2 separate regions of the Capra hircus genome follow, and region 1 is linked to region 2. Evidence: chromatin contacts called from public Hi-C data. All regions are on one chromosome and are shown on one strand. Each heading gives the region's core, a stretch centred on a gene start, on an enhancer-like site or on the middle of the called end of the contact. The rest is flanking DNA. Distances are from core to core; before and after follow the strand shown.

Region 1 (5,302 bases), core at 872-3,371, 220 kb before region 2:
GTATGGTCCAATAATACTTACATCAAGCATATACATCTGTATGTACACCTGAGAGAAATTCTCACACATGAACATAAGGACACATATACAAAGAATGTTCATTGTAGCATTAAAAATTAAATAGCTAAAAAAGCTGAAAAAACCTAAAATCATAAATAAACAAAATGCATTATATTCACATACTTCAATAGTGTGCATGAGAAGCTGAATAAGCTAGATCTATGTATTACCATGGGCAGACCTAAAAAATAAAGTGGAATTTAAAAAGCAAGTTCCAGAATGGTACATATAGTTTGATATCATATGTTTAACTATATATAATTTTTAATGAATACATCAAGAAATGAATGGGAGTAAGAAGATGGAGACAAACAGCCCTTTTGAGTTTCGCTGTCAAAGGGTTGGGCTGCACAGCACAGAAGGAAGCTAATATATTTTAGGTGAGGAATGTGAGTGTTTGAACCATGAAGGATGAGCTGGAGATGAATGTGCAGGCTGTGTAGGGTGGAGGCGAGTCAAGAAGGGACCTTAATTGGATACGTGGTGGACGGATGACACTATAAAGGGGGGTCAGGTTTGATTAAAAGGCAAGACAAGCGGACCTCCAGAATGATGATGGGACCTGGCCTTTCTGCGGGTAGCGGACGATGCTGTTGTCACTCCTAAGGAACTTCTGCTCTGGAGTCCCAGTGATCCACCTCCTCTATGTACTAAAAATAAATTCTACACCCAGCACCGCGGCACTGTTGCACTGTCTCCACCGCCCTGTGAGCTTCCTCTGGGCCCCGGTGGCTTCTTTTTATCTGCACCCGTGCCTCTCACGGATGTTAGCAAAGGCCGCTCTGGGAAAAGCACTGGGTCTAGTCCCGCCTCCACTGCTTCGCCAGTTCTGTGATTTTTCTAGAGCGAATCCTGTGACTTCCAACACCTCAGTTTTCTACCTCTCAGGGTGGTTAAACCGCCTTGAGGTGACCGCTGGTGCAAGACTCCGGGAAGCCTGGAGGCGAAGCCCTGCCCTGGACCCCGGTTCCCCAGGACCGGCTCGTCCCACCGTGCGCTCTCCGCAGCTGCCTCCTCTCCACCCACAGCCTCGCCTTTGTTTTCTTCCCGCCTTTCTGGCTCCAGGTTTCCCCAAAGCCTGCGGTCAGACGCCACCGCCGGCGGCCCCGGGCTCCGTCTGGGGCGCTGCCTCGCCCACCTGGCCACCCTTGGGGGGCTACCTGGGGGACAGGGACCCGCCAGCGCTGCCGGCCGCGGGGTCCCCGGTAGGTGGGCGGCCACCACCCGTCCCCTGGGCGCGCACCTGTCTCGGGAGACAGTCCGACGGTGCCAGGCGCGAGCCTCGGGGAGCTCGTCTGTCCGCGGGCGCCGCCGGCCGGTGGGCGCTCGCCACGCCGTCGGCTTCTCTGGCTCCCTGTCTGTCCGGGGCCCACCTGCCCCTCTGCCCCTCCTCCCGGGCCTCCCTCGAGTCCCCACTCCTGCGCCCCCCGCCCCCCCCGCCCCCCCAGCCAGCCTCTCTGGGCCCCGCGGTTGGTCGCTTACGGTGTCACTCCGCCCTCCCCGGCAGGAGCCACGCGGCGCGCGCTCTCGGATACGAGCGCATAAAGCCTGCTCGCGCCGAGCCGCCAGCCCGGGCGTGTGGGCTCAGCGGCGTTTTCCAGCGACTCCTCCGGCCAGGAGCGCTCCTGCAAACAGGTTTAGGGGCACCCGCTTCCAGGAAAGTTTGCGGAAAGTGGATTTGAGGCGCACTGGGGAGTGGTGCCAGCCCCCCCCCCCCCGCCCCCAGCCTTTATACCCTTCCAGAAGGCTCGCCTTGCCCAGCCCCTTCCTGACTCCTCGGCTCCCTGACTCTTGCTTCCCTTCGCTCCCGGGTCCCCCCGCCCTTCTCTGGGCTCAGCATCTTCTTCCTTACCTCATTCTCCCTCATCCTCTCCATCCCTGCCCTCTTAACTCCTGCCACACAGTCTCAGCTTCCTTCTGGTCATACTACCCTTCCCCTTTCTTCCGTCTTTAACCTCCTCCTGCCCACTCCGTCTCATTCCTCCGGCCTCTCTACTTGCGCTCACACTCTGCGTCCATCCCCGCCTCCCCGCCTGCTTCTCTCCCAGCAAACTTCCACCATGGATTCCAGGCCTCCTTGGACGGCTGCTCCTACCTCGGGGAGCACCCTCGCTGCCGCGAACGCCACCACACCCTGGCTGGGCCGGGATGAGGAGCTGGCCAAGGTGGAGATCGGCGTCCTGGCCACTGTCCTGGCGCTGGCGACAGGGGGCAACCTGACGGTGCTTCTGACGGTGGGACAGCCGGTCCGCAAGCGCTCCCGCATGCAGGTGTTCGTGCTGCATCTGGCTCTGACCGACCTGGGCGTGGCGCTCTTCCAGGTGCTGCCCCAGCTGCTGTGGGACATCACCTACCGCTTCCAGGGCCCGGACCCGCTCTGCCGGGCCGTCAAGTACCTGCAGGTGCTGAGCATGTTTGCTTCCACCTACATGCTGCTGGCCATGACGCTGGACCGCTACCTGGCCGTCTGTCACCCCCTGCGCAGCCTCCAGCAGCCCAGCCGGTCCACCTACCCGCTCATCGCAGCCCCCTGGCTGCTGGCGGCGGTCCTCAGCCTCCCTCAAGTCTTCATTTTTTCCGTACGAGAGGTGATCCAGGGCTCTGGAGTGCTGGACTGCTGGGCAGACTTCCGCTTCCCTTGGGGGCCACGGGCCTACATCACCTGGACCACCCTAGCCATCTTCATCCTGCCAGTGGCCATGCTCACAGCCTGCTACAGCCTCATCTGCCACGAAATCTGCAAGAACCTCAAAGTCAAGACGGAGGCTGGGCAGGCCGAAGGAGGGAGCTGGGGCCCTGCGAACAGGCCGTCTGCTCCTCGTGGCCCGGTGGCAGCCACGCGGGGGCTGCCATCCCGGGTTAGCAGCGTCAGCACCATCTCGCGGGCCAAGATCCGAACTGTGAAGATGACCTTCGTCATTGTGCTGGCCTATATCGCCTGCTGGGCGCCTTTCTTCAGTGTCCAGATGTGGTCTGTGTGGGATGAGAATGCCCCCGATGAAGGCAAGTGTGTGGTCTGGTTGGGAAGGTAGAGGCAGGAGCAGGAGGTGGAAAAATGCAGAGAAGAGAGAAGGTGGGTATTAGGACAGGGCCACAGTGGCTTCCGGGCCAGGCAGGTAACAAATGGGTGAAGCAGTTAAAGATGGTGTCTGTTCCGGTGTGAAAAGGGACAGTTCTAGTATGCATTCATTTTGAATGGTTTCTATCAATCCCTTCAAAGCTGTTTGAAGATCTCATTTAGCATTATGTGTGTGTTACTCACTCAGTCATGTCTGACTCTTTGTGACCCCACGGACTGTAGCCTACCAGGCTCCTCGGTCCTTGGGATTCTCCAGGCCAGAATACTGGAGCAGGTTGCCATTTCCTTCTCCAGGGGGTCTTCCCGACCCAGGGACTGAACCCGTGTGTCCCGCACTGCAGGCAGAGCCTTCAGCATCTGAGCCTCCTTCCCTGGTGGCGCTAGTCTGCCAGTGCCCATCCGCCAGTGCAGAAGACTTAAGAGACGTGGGTTCGGTGCTTGGGTCGGGAAGATCCCCTGGAGAAGGGCATGGTAACTCGCTCCAGTATTCTGGCTTGGAGAATCCCGGGGACAGAGGAGCCTGGTGGGCTACAGTCCATGGGGTCGTACAGAGTCGGACACGACTGAAGTGACTTAGCACGGCAGCACAGCACAGAGGCTGCCAGGGTCAGGCAGGTAACAAACGGGTGCAGCTTTAAAGATGGTGCCTAAACCGGTGTGAAAAGGGACAGCTGTGACTCCCATCCGGTCAAAACATGCCATGTGAGTACCTGTAATGTGAAATTTCTGTATTCTACAATTTTGGCAACTAACTTAAGCATTTTAAAATACTATTTGGCCCTAATGAAGATATGACCATGAGTAGATTTGGCCAAGCAACTGACAGTTTGCTAGACGGTTTGAAAGGGATTTTCAAATGATTTGGTCCAGATGGCTGTTTGTGGCCCATGAAGTGTGTCTCTCAGCATTCTTCCCCTGCTACAGCTGAACAAGACTTTGAACTCCTTTTCAACAGCCGTTTTCAAATAATTAGCCCTGGGGCACAACCCTGAAACTCCAAATTCAACCCTTTGTCTTGTTAATGAGAAAGCAGAGGCTCAGAGAGGATACCTGACCTGCCCAAGGAAGGCCACACAGCTAGGAAGTGGCGAAGTGAAGTGACGAATAGAACCTAGGCCTGGAATCTCCTCGTTTCTTTCCTCAACTCCGTACCCCCGCTTCCCAAATTCTAGCTCTGGAAGTGATGAGAAGGGCCTTCCTCCTATGTGAAAAACAAAATGGGACCTTCTAAGAGGACTGTGTTCCAGGTGCCTGATTTTGGTCATTCTTGGGAGTGAGATAGACGGCAGCCTAAGTTTCAGATACTGCCAACAGGTCAGGCCATTTGGGGGTGAGCTTGTCCTGAGAAAGGAAAGTGCTGTTTCTGGGCAGCCCAAATGCTGGCAAGTGGTATTTAAAGACATCTGTTCCTGCTCTCCTAAGAAGAGGGGGGTGGGGACAAGTGTGTGGTCACCTGTCAGGGTGACTGGGTGCTCTCTCGTACAGCAGACTCTTCATGCGCAGCTCGGGGTGTATGATGGGAGCGGCGCGCGACTGCCCCAGGGACGCCCTGTGCACAGTTAGCTCTGGAAGCTTCCTGAGGACTCACCGACCAGCAGACCCAGACTGCCCCTTCCTACCAGCTCTTAGAGTGATCTCCCCTGTGCTATTGTTTCTAGTCTCAATCTGCTCATCCTAGGGCACGCTCAAGCCAAACATCTTTTCCGGAAAGACGAAGTAAGGGGAAGGTGGTTCATGACATTAACACAACTCTGCCAGGGAGTTCAGCAAGATCCATGTTGATGAATGGCAGAGACCAACACAATATTGTAAAGCAATTATCCTTCAATTAAAAATAAATTTTTTTTAAGCTAAAAAAAAAAAGAGAGAGAGAGAGTTCAGCAATACTGAATTGTAACAGTCCCATTGTACCCCTTCTTAACCACTTTTTGGACACTGGTGTGGACCAGAGGCTATTTATAAAATTACCCTTTAAGCAATGACCATATTAGCCCTAACCTGTTCTAGGGACTGCCCCCACCTCTAGTCAAGCACAGAATAGAAGGAAGGAGGGCTTTCTATGTGCCAAGCACATTTAGGCCTTGTGCTACTTAGGGGTGACCTTCTCCCCTTGACATCTAAGCAATCTGAGCTTCAGAGAGGTGAAATAACTGGTCCAAAGTG
Region 2 (5,019 bases), core at 638-3,137:
AACACACAGGCTGATGGCCTCGTCAACCTGCGCACAGCCGGCTCCATCCCCAGACAAGGGCTCGGCCTGCTCCCGCAGCCTGGGTCTACTAGGATCCAGGTGGCTGAGGCATTAGCCATTCCAGGCCATGGTCCTCCCCCGCGGCTTCTGCCTAAGCCTCGAAGGCAGGCACGAGGTGGGGTCTGGGATTCTAAGCTGTCGAAAGAAAAGATCTGGCCCCACAAGAAGGGGCCACGGGGACACCAAGTGGCTGCCTTGTTGGCAAAGCCCCAGGTCTGCCCCACTTTCCAGAGGAGCGGTCGGCCAACACTCCAGGGAGGAGTGGTGTGCTTTGCTGCTATTTTTATCTTGGGCTGCCAGAGCTCTCCTGGTTGCTTATTTGTTTGGCTTCCCTCTCTGGCTTCCCTCTCAAGTGCGTTTTGTGAATCACTCTGGAGGCCCACTCAGAACATTCCTTTCCTTCTGTCTCCCTACCCAACTCGCTCCCGGCTCCTCCAGCTGAGCTCCACCTATGAGAAGATCGGGGTGAAGGTCTTCTTGGCGAACATTCATGGTAAGAGAAGGATGTTTCGGGGACTGAAGGCTGACGAGGGGCTAGGGTGGGACTAGGACGGTGGGAGGCCGAATAGTGAGGGGGTAGCAACTAGAACAGCACCTGTTCCCCTAAACTACTGCCTGCTCACAAGAGCTCAGGCACCAGTCAGAAGGGACTGCAGCTGGGTTACGTAACATCCTATACGCTGTGCTGTGCTGAGTCGCTTCAGTCATGTCTGACTCTGTGTGACCCAACGAACTGTAGTCTGCCGGGCTCCTCTCACCATGGGATTCTTTCTAGGCAAGAACACTGGAGCGGTCACCATGGCCTCCTCCAAGGTATCTTCCCAAGCCAGGGATCAAACCCACGCCTACAGCACTGGCAAGCAGGTTCTTTACCACTAGGGGTCCCAATAAAAGTGTTGGAGGAGGGGATTGTAAAGTTAAGGAGAGGCAACTAGGATTCTGATTTGCCCACCACTAATTTGCCATGTTTGGAGAAGGCAATGTCAACCCACTCCAGTACTCTTGCCTGGCAAATCCCATGGATGGAGGAGCCTGGTAGGCTGCAGTCCATGGGGTCGCTAGGAGTCGGACACAACTGAGCGACTTCACTTTCACTTTTCACTTTCGTGCATTGGAGAAGGAAATGGCCACCCACTCCAGTATTCTTGCCTGGAGAATCCCAGGGACGCGGGAGCCTGGTGGGCTGCCGTCTCTGGGGTCGCACAGAGTCAGACACGACTGAAGTGACTTAGCAGGAGCAGCAGCAGCAATTTGCCATGTTTAGCTCAGTTGGTGGAGAATCTGCCTGCAATGCAGGAGACCCCCGTTCAATTCCCGGGTCAGGCAGATCTCCTGGAGAAGGGATAGCCTACCCACTCCAGTATTCTTGGGCTTCCCTTGTGGCAAGAATCTGCCCGCAATGCGGGAGGACTGGGCTCGATCCCTGGGTTGGGAAGATCCCCTGGAGAAGAGAAAGACCATCCACTCCAGTATTCTGGCCTGGAGAATTGCAGAGTCAGACATGACTGAGCGACTTTCCCTTTCAATTTGCCATGTCACTTCATCTGCCTGGGGATCGATTACCACCTGTGTAACATGAAGAGGTTGACTAGATGAACCGGGGAATCTTCTCCAAATCCAAAAGTCCATAAACAGGCAGAAAGCACAGATATGCCATAACTCCCCAGACGCACAGGAGAGAGGGAAAGGCCCACGTTTGCACACCCCACTGCCTCGGAGGGTCAGCGCCTTCCAGCAGGACCAGTCAGCCTGGGTGCCGGCCTGAGCGTGGCACAGACTCTGTGCAAGCTCCGCCCGGGGAGAGTCTGCGCTGGCTCTGCTCTGTGCCTGTGAGCTGTGCACTGCTCTGTGCGTACTCTGGAGCTGGACTCAGAGGCTCCCTGCCCACCCTCACTGGACACGCCTCAGGAAATCATCCCCAGGACTAGAGCAGAGTAAGGGCTCTGCCACACACCGGACTCTGCAGGAAAGGTCTGGGTGAACAGGAGGAAGAATGGACCCTCAAGAGACAGAACCGGCCCATGATTTCGGCTTTCCCTCACCACCAAGTACCGACACCCTGAATCAAGCTATTTCCTTCTGCCCAGGGTTGAAGGTTCAGCATCCTCAAGCTCACGTTGCCCTCTGCTGTCCAGAACTGGCACTGCAAGGCCAAGGCCCAGGCCCTGTGATGCAGCAAGGGCGCGACCACCAGGCCGCTCTCTCTCCATCTCCCCCACCCCCAGCTCCAGGCCACAGTGGCGTCAGCTTTTGAAGGTGACCTTTTCCTCCTCGCAGCCCAGGTGTACGATGACATCAGCCATGGAGGCCTCTTTGAAGACGGGTGTCTGGAACGCAGTCACATCTTTCCCAGCATACACGATGCGGTCCTCTTTGCCCAGGCACAGGCCAGGGAAGTGGCCCCAGGACACGACTTCCAAGGGGTAAGCTCTCTGCACCTGGGGAATCCGAGGCCCCAGGGCACTGAAATAACAGACAATCAATTAACTTTCCTTAATCTCGGTTTTCTTATGTGTGGAATGGGTGCCTTAAGATAACATTATCTCTCTCACAGGATCTTTTGTTTTGGTTTTAGGATTAACTGATAATTATATCTTTTGTGTCACTTGAAAAAGCTTTGTATATTACAAATTCTTTTTATTAGAATTTTTATGAGATCAAACACCCAAAGCACAGTAGGTTATGCCCTGTATCCTGACATGGCTCAACCATCCTGTTCCTTCCCTCTTTCTACAAGATGTTTTGGAGAAGGGAGGGGAGTAAGCCTGCCTGTTTTAATTTAACCGAGCTTAGAGATTTCAGGCTGGTGATGGATGAAGAGTGTGGATCAGAGTTTTGTCTCATTTTCTTGACATTTAATTTACTAGCTCAGTCAGTGGTATGCCAATGAGCTACAAATAACAGTGTCTACAAATAACACTCCAGAAAGCTGGGGAGGCAGAAAAAGCCCATCCAGTCGGGGTCCCTGCCCAGGCCTCCCCAGACAGCTCCATCTTCCAAGCTGCCCTGCCAGCTCATCTTCGGCCCTCGGGCTGCCAAGCCTCTGTGTCCTAGTCCGCAATGCAAAGCCCTTCTACCCTCTGGGGATCATAAGAAAGGCTTTTCTGGCCCTAGAGCAACAATTTGCTCTTTGCTTTTTGAGACTCATGAAGCTGGAGCCATCTGTTCTGGGTGCAGAAAGCCTGTCCAGGGAAACACAGAGCCGGGCACCCGCCCACCACACACAGAGGCAAACCGTGAGAGCAGTGGCCTTCTTGGCCTCATGCTCTTTGCCAGCAGAGCAAAGAGAGGGAGATTCTGGGGAAACCCTCATCATCATAACTGCACAAATAATGCCCTGGTTTTACAGTTTAAATTCTTAAAGATGTATATTGTACCAATTGTATATTTACATATTACAGACTCTATTCATATCTGTAAATTATACACACATACACTGTTTTCAACAGCGTGGTAAGGCAGAGAGTCAGCAAAGTGAGTGTGATCATCCTACTTTTACAGAGAAGGGAGATGGATTCCCCAGGTCGGGCAGCTGGGTAAGCTAGGTAAAGCTTTCCTGCTTCTGAGGTGCCCGCCAAGGGAGCCGACTCTGATGCACACCTGTCTACAGGGAAGAGGGAAACTGCGGCTGTGCTGTATTTTGAGAGGCAAACGAGGGAGGGGAGGAAAGGACAAGAGGCCAAGTTACTCATCAGAACACATGACGCCCTCTCCCACCCCGCCATTTGTGCCAGACCACCATTCGGTCGCTGCAGCTCACTCCGCACTGGTTTCCCCCACCCAGGCGCCCGTGGACCCTGAGCTTTCTCTGTACGAGCCAGAGGAGGACAGCCCCAGCTACTGGGATTTAGAGCAGGTAAGCTGACTAGCGGGGGTCAGAAGGGGAAGGAAGGAGAGCCTCTCCCACCCAGTGTTGGCTGGGCTCTCCCACCAGAAGTCAGAGCAGTCACCTTGAAGGCAATAATGTTTCTTTCTCGCCTTTCTTTTAATAGCAGATCTTAATTCTTCTCACTCCCTGAAAGGCGTCATGGGGGACGGGAGAGTCACTGGATCAAGTCCTAGAGAAACAACATCTATTCTTAACTCTCCCACGCACTGGCCACACGATCTTGGGCAAGCCACGTGACACCACCAGGCCCCCAGTGTTTATCACTGTAAAATAAGGGAAATACGAGGAATACCTGTCCCATCTACCTAACAAGATTAGTGAGGGACGCTTTTGTTCTTTTGTTAATTCAACCGGTATTGATGGTGTGCCTACTACCTGCCTGACACTGTCCCAGGGTGGGCGCACATCCAATCAGATGAATTCCAGGGGTACAAATACTACTGCAGGTGGGCAGCCGTTCCGAGCCATGCGGATGTGGCTTGTACTTCATATAGAACTGTATGGTCCCGACATGAAAAGTAGCCCCACCCCAATGCCCTGAATCAAAGAAACCAAAGCTTTAGAGAAACCCAGCTCTGGGTCTATTAGAAAGAACAGCTCACTCTGTGCCTCTTCCCTTTCTCTTTGGGCGTGAGTTCTGACGGTCCTCTGAGCCCATCGCCGGGAGGGCTGGTGGCATGCAGCAGGCATCAGGGAATAGAGCCAGGCCGCAAAGACTTGGCACACTGATTTCTGGGCTCCCGCAGAATCTCCAGCACTTTGCAAACACCTGGCTAGGACAAAATAGCTTGTCGGAACAAGAAACAACTTTAGAGCTTGTCTGATCTCAATCCTCACCTGACCTAATGAAGAAAGGAGAGCAAAAACGGAGGGAGGGACCTGTGACGGCCACACAGCACAGCAGGGGTGATTCAAAGCTAGATTTCAAGCTGCTTCTCCCGTCACCTCTTTACCAGTTCACCTCTTGGGCTGACCCTGCCCCTCTACTGTTCACACACACACATGCACACACTCACCCTCACTTCCTCATAAGACCTCTTACTGGCCAGCGTGTCGTAGGGTCACCTGGC

What was found. Hi-C and Micro-C count contacts between places; a contact is called where the count stands out from the background.
Region 1: a contact with region 2 is called in a Hi-C map of blood, with 5 times the contacts expected there. The contact joins the promoter of AVPR1B here to the enhancer-like site in region 2. A contact is called at or near these places in 2 of 5 Hi-C or Micro-C datasets (blood and liver).

The regions. Positions count from the first base shown.
Region 1 is chr16:3,254,982-3,260,283 of ARS1.2, reverse strand. AVPR1B (vasopressin V1b receptor) reads left to right here and starts at 2,121. Exons shown (of 2, transcript XM_005690409.2): 1 at 2,121-3,063. The coding sequence starts at 2,121.
Region 2 is chr16:3,030,784-3,035,802 of ARS1.2, reverse strand. It overlaps SLC26A9 (solute carrier family 26 member 9), which reads left to right. Exons shown (of 21, transcript XM_018060067.1): 18 at 499-553; 19 at 2,338-2,483; 20 at 3,845-3,916. Among named protein-coding and RNA genes, the nearest start is that of PM20D1, 17 kb to the right of the region's middle. Within about 2 kb of position 1,887, at least 2 of the 5 cell types and tissues checked have an H3K27ac peak or open chromatin away from gene starts, as enhancers often do.